2 separate regions of the Gossypium hirsutum genome follow, and region 1 is linked to region 2. The links are chromatin contacts, called in public Hi-C maps. All regions are on one chromosome and are shown on one strand. The core of a region is the stretch at or near the end of the contact, and the rest is flanking DNA. Distances in the headings are between cores, read along the strand shown. Region 1 holds the start of LOC121212704 (clathrin light chain 2). Region 2 holds the start of LOC107893789 (kinesin-like protein KIN-7F).

What was found. Hi-C and Micro-C count contacts between places; a contact is called where the count stands out from the background.
Region 1: a contact with region 2 is called in a Hi-C map of leaf, with 2.7 times the contacts expected there. The contact joins the promoter of LOC121212704 here to the promoter of LOC107893789 in region 2. A contact is called at or near these places in 8 of 34 Hi-C or Micro-C datasets (callus, hypocotyl, leaf and 2 more).

Annotation. Positions count from the first base shown.
Region 1 is chrA13:44,193,083-44,196,374 of Gossypium_hirsutum_v2.1, reverse strand. It overlaps LOC121212704 (clathrin light chain 2), which reads right to left and starts at 1,669. Exons shown (of 3, transcript XM_041086021.1): 1 at 1,161-1,669; 2 at 809-962. The coding sequence starts at 1,489.
Region 2 is chrA13:43,945,117-43,948,065 of Gossypium_hirsutum_v2.1, reverse strand. It overlaps LOC107893789 (kinesin-like protein KIN-7F), which reads left to right and starts at 1,671. Exons shown (of 15, transcript XM_041086018.1): 1 at 1,671-1,768; 2 at 2,634-2,742; 3 at 2,842-2,949. The coding sequence starts at 2,877.

The DNA of each region.
Region 1 (3,292 bases), core at 420-2,919, 250 kb before region 2:
TCAGTTCCAACAGGTCAACTTTTGGACAACACTGACATACATATACACACTCCCATTAACTTCAGAACCAGCTCAGTTACCAGTTACATTCAACGCAGACCAACACCATATATTTTAGTTATTACCTTTATTTTCTTAAGAATTGAAGTTCATGAACCAAAAACAAACAAAATAATTAAATAATCCCCATTAGTCTTTCTCCACATAATTGAACATACCTATGAAAACACTAAGCCTTGAGAGAGGAGAAATAAAATCCCAAAAATAAAAAATTGGAGTAGAAAAATTTTAAAAATATAGTATGCTTGATAAAAAGATAAAAAATAACCAAAAAATTAATAATTTTATTTCCATTCAATTCATTACTCCATAAAATTTAAAAAGTGAGGAAAAAAGACTTAATTCATAATTTGAACTAATTTAAAATTCCCTGATTTACTCTCTTAACATTCAAATTAATTTTTTTATACGTTAGCATGACAAATAATTATGTTTCTTTGTTTTCCTTTTTCTCACTTGCACACTTAATGAGGAATGGGCTCACTCTAGTGGACTTCTCCTACATTTCCACTTCATCTTTGCTTTTTATTTTTTCACTCAACTAAGAAAACGCTAAACCTCGAAAAAGAAGCAAGGACTGATTACACTTACATGACACTATTAGTAAATCCAAGTTCCTAACCCTTCAATCACAAAATTTTGCAGTTTGACATACCATAATTACAACACCAAAATTTCATAATGTGAAATTGATGGGCAGAACATACAGTACATTCAATGGAGTTAAGAATTTTGATTGATGTATCACCTTCTCCTTGTCTTTGTTGGAGGCTTTTTTATTTTCAACAGCTATACTTATCTTCCTGTAGAATTCAACTTTGTACTCCTCTGCTTCCTTTATTATTTGCTCCAACGTCTCTTTCTCTTTCTTTTCCTTCTCCTCCAGTCGAATCACGTTCTGCCTGCCAATCCATAAATCCAATCTCATCAACAACTCAACGTTAAAGCTAACTTTATCATCTTCATAAAAATAATCAATTATATAATTAATAAAAAAAGAGCCTTCCATATTTATTAATCATACACAATTTAGCTGGATAGTTTTAAAAGTTTGAACAATCAAATGAATGGAAATGAAGTTCAACTAGTGGTAAACTTACCTGCGCCACTCTCTCAAACCAGAGCCTTCTTCTGGCCCCATCTCAGCAGGCGGTGGCAAGATTGGCCCATCCGATCCTCCGAACTCTCCGTTCAATCCTTTTCCGTTCTGCTCCGATGAGAAAGCAGAGTTTCCACCACCGCTACTGTAGATCGGAGGTGTTTCAGGTATCGATTGAGATGAGAAGACATCATCTCCGGTACCATCGGAGAACATCGGAAGGGAATCAGCTACTGAGTCCTTAACCGAGTGGGCGTCGAAGGACTGGAGCTGGTGGGAAGCGAGGCGAGGGTCGTAGCCTAAGTAGCCATCGTCATCAAAAGACGACATCGATTTTGAAGGGTTTCCTTGTCCCGACCCTACCCTACGTGATTGCTGCCGTTTCAGTAAATCACTCTGTATGTGCTTCTAGTTCCTCTGTGCGGTCTCCTAAGAAAGGCATTCTCGAACCAAAAAAGTAACTGGCAGAGAATTGACAGATGGCAGCCAATAAATGGATGCAATCTAAAATTTTTAATAAGAGACCCGATGCGGCGTATTTAATTACTCTGTTACAGAAAGTTTGAAATAAATTTGTGATTTTAAGTTATTTTTATATTTTTCGTATTTCTAATTGAATTTAAATTTTAGAATTTTATCTTCATTTAAAATTTTGAATTTAGATTTTAATTATTAGGTAGATGGTAGGAATGAAATGTATATATTATGGATAAATTATTGAGAATAAAAAAAATTAAAAATATAGATTTATTAAATTTATAAATATTGTGGGCAATGTTTGAGAATTGAAATTTGAATTTGGATTTCAAAATTTTGATTTTTAAATTTTGAATTTTATGATTTTTTTTAAATTTTTTGTTTGAGAATTAAAATATTTGAATTTCAATATTTTGAATTAATCTAAAATTAGTGTTTGGATAATTCTAATTTAGATTTGGATTTTAATTAATTCTAAATTTTAAAAATATTTTTTTAGAAAATAATTATTTAGGAGGATTTTTCAACATTGTTATTTGAACTGAATTGGACCGGTTCGTCAGATTGGGAACTAGTCAAGGTACTAGTATAAACATTAGATTGATTAACTCGAGAAATAATACAGATCGGTTGATTAGGTGGTTGAACCAAAATATTTTTATTTTTAATATTTTTATTTTTATGATTTTTTAATGATTTATTTATTAGCATTGAACGGATCAATCAAACCGATCGAACCAGTTGGACTAGAAAATCAATAGTCTAATCAGTTTGATGACAAGTTTTGTTCTGAATACTTTAATTTTGAATAAAAAAATTCTTTTCCACTTTGTATGAACAATATAGGAGAAGATTGATTGTTTCTATATATTCTTTCAAATAAGTTTTTTTTTTGAATCATTCATTGGCCAACAAAATGTAACTTCCTATTTTAATATTTTTTTATAGTTTTTTAGGTTAAAATATTAAATAGAACTCTCAAGTCATTTATACTTTGTTTACACTTGAATAAAATCATATTGTAATACCCCTTACCCGACCTGGTCATGGGACCCAAGTTTTATAAAGTTACAACAATCACCGAAATACACACACAAATATGTAACACCCCCACCCGGTTCGATCGTCAAATCCGGGCGAAAAGATGCTATGACAAATTTTAGAATAGTTATTTGTAATTCCTAATAAAAAAATTCAATTAAACATCAATTGATTACATACATTCACATTAAATTATTCTTTGCAAACCGAATCGAGTTTAAATTGAGCTTGCGAAAGCTCTAGAATTGTAACTCCCCTCACTCGTCTTCATCACTTGATTAAGGTTACAGAATGCTATAGTAAATAACATAACAGAATCATGATATTTCATTTCAAAATTTATTTAAACAATCATTAATAATCAAACATTCATTCAAAACATGTTATTCATATCAATCGGGATTAAATCGAGCTTAAGAAAGGTTTAAAAAAATTCAAAACTAAGCAAGGACTAATTTGAAACATTTCAGAAAAAAGTGATAAAAATGCAAAACAGGGGTTACACAGCCGTGTGGCCAGGTTGAGGTTGTGTATTCAGGGTCAAATGATCATGTCAGCAAGTTGTGTAACTAACTGTGGCTGTGTGGACCTAATTGTAAAACATTGCAAACAATC
Region 2 (2,949 bases), core at 422-2,921:
TGTGTCGAGAATACAAAGCAACAAGAATAAAAAAAGCCCAATCATCAAAATTATCGAGCTTTAATCGAATAGGAGTAATAAAGTCACCCGGTCAATCTTGAGGACCCAAGAAAAATGGAGAATTAGGTTCAATTTTAGGAGGTGGTGGTGGAAGAGGAGGAGGAGGAGGAGAAGTCTCGTCGCCAACCATTTAGAATGATAAAAAAAATAATTTGTATCAAAAACCTTGCTCAAATTCCATGACAAGAATAAGGTAATCTCTTGAATTTTATTGATTGACTTCAAGGGTACATATATATCTATACAGTCATAGTTACGTAGGAATCAAATTACTAAAAGATAATATCCCATAATAATATCCTATAATATCCTATTAGGATTCAATTTTCTAAAAGATAATATCCCATAATATCCTAACATGCATGGGAAAAAATCGACTAACAGAGAGGAAAAAGATTGATTTACAACGGCAAAAATTTTTGACAAATAAAGGCAAAAAAAAAAGTACAACAATTTAAAAGCATAGAAAGAACTAACCTTAATGGATGAAATCATCTTGCAAATGAATCTCCATAGTTGATTTTTGTAGATTCACATTGGCTTTTTTTTAGATTTACTTTGGACTTTAGGCTTTGGACTTTGAGGTGAAAGTGAAAATGGGAGAATGAAAGCTACTGATATATTAACACCCCTGTTAGGTTTGAGAGCATGTGGCAAAGGGAGTAATTTTTGAGTAAGCATGGTTAGATATGTCATTCCACATATCTCATTCCCATTCAACCGTGAAAAATGTTGCCCATCCCAGCGTTTTTTGTTTTGGAAGTTTTAGCTCAACAAGCTCTTGCAAACCTTCATTCACCAAACATTACAATTAGAGGGTTTGATTATTCAATCCTCTATTTGTGCCCTAACAACTAAAAAATCCAAAACTCTACCGAACAGCCCAAAAGGAATTTTGACATTAGTCTAATTCACCACCTTAGTCCTTTTATTGCTCAAACTTTTAAAATTAATCTTTATGCTTTTTTAATAAGGGTACAAGGTATAGGTTGTTTAAGAATTGAACTCGAGATCATTGTCAATTAAAGACTTGTGCACAAATATTTTATTATTTCACATGTGGTTTAATTGACTTGTCCTTATGTTTTTAATTTAATAAATTTAGTCCTCTACTTGTTTGATTTAAAAACTAAAGTTCAATTGACAATACTATTAATTATTTTTCTTCAAATTTGAAAATGTGTTATTGATTTTGCTTTAAATTTTAAATCATGCCCTTAATTTTAGAATAACACATATTTAAATTTAACTAAATTTCATTAAAAATGTTATCAATTGGATTTTAATTTTTAAATCAAATAAGTACACGGACTAAATTTGTATAGTTAAAAATAGAAAGCCTAAATTTCAAATATTCAGAGAGTATAGGGACTGAGAGCATAATTAAACCTTTGATGTTTAACAATATAGCGGTCGATTGAACGGTGCATCGCGATGGAAAGTTACATTTACTGACAAGAAAACTTAAAGACCACGTGGCGCGACACAAGCTCATATAAAAAAGCAAGGGTAAAACAGTAATTGATCAAGGAAGAGAAAATTTTCAAAAGACGCTCCCCTTCCCGATCCTGCTGTCCCATTTTTACCCTTGGTTTAAATTAAAATTCTCCATTGTATCCTTTCGTTTTTTCAACTTTATTCGACGCGTAAAGTCATAGCACCTTCGATTTCGCTTCTTCAGTGTTTCTTTTTTGCTCTTCCAAGTCACGTATCTTCTCTTCCCCTTCGATGAATTTTTAGTTTTAAATTTAAATTCATTAAAATTCGACAAGTGGATAGATTTTGTTTTCGTATGTAAGACTGTTGTTTTTTTGGGGGGTGATTTTGATTTCTGAATTTAGAAATTGACCGTTTAAAGAAATCGTTACTACTTAATACTGCTAGCGTTTTAAAAAAAAATCCAGAAAATTTTGGATTCTTACGTTATTCGAATCAAAATCTATTGTTTTTCATTTTTAAACAAGTTTTTAGATTTTATTCGGTTAGGATTTTGCAGAGCTCGAGTTTCGAGGTGGAAAGTATACGGTTATGGAATCAGATCAGAGAGCATAATGGAGGGAAAACGACACTGTTTTGGTACTAAAGTTGATACTAGTTCTTTTAAACTGAACCGCCATTTTCGTTTCGAGGGAAAAGAAAACAAAACAAGCAGAAATGAGAAAATGAGTAAAACTTTTTATTATTATTAATTTATGAGTATAAACTATAAAGTTGAAGATTTTCGTTGCTTGACTATTAAGCATAGTTGGTGACCACTAGGGAAAGTTTTCTGCTCTTTCAAGAATTAAAAATTAAAATTTGAGTGTTTTTTTTGGGGGGGGGGTTAGGAAGGGATCTTTTCATCTTAACTACCAGTTCTCATTGACATTTGATTTTGTTTTTTAAAAATGGTTAATTTAAGTGATGTTTAACCTTAAAAGTAGAATATAAGAAGCAAATCATTTTCATGTTGGTTGGATAAAGTCTATAATTAGCTCGCTGTTGCTGATATAATCAGTAATTAGTCTTTATACTCATGGATCGTTTTCTATAGTTAGTTGGATTTTATAATCATGATTAGCTTCTTTTTGCAGATAGGCTTATGGTTGTGAAAGGATTGGCCTGAGCTTTAATATATATTTAGCAACCCCAACAACCTTGCTGTTAACTTGTAAACTCTCTTGCATTTTTAGGAAAGCAAGGGTGAGTACGATGTGTGTTTGATCTATCGAGTTTGATTTTTTGTCCTCTTTTTGAGAACCTGCAAATTCATGGCTCTTTTTTTCACTTAACGCCTAGTAGGGTGAGTAACAAGAAAAGTGGAGTAGGAAAAAAAAATGGGGGCAATTGGTGGGGAGGAGTTAAAGCAGGTGGAGAAAGAACAGAAGGCGCAAACGGCAGGTGCTCGTG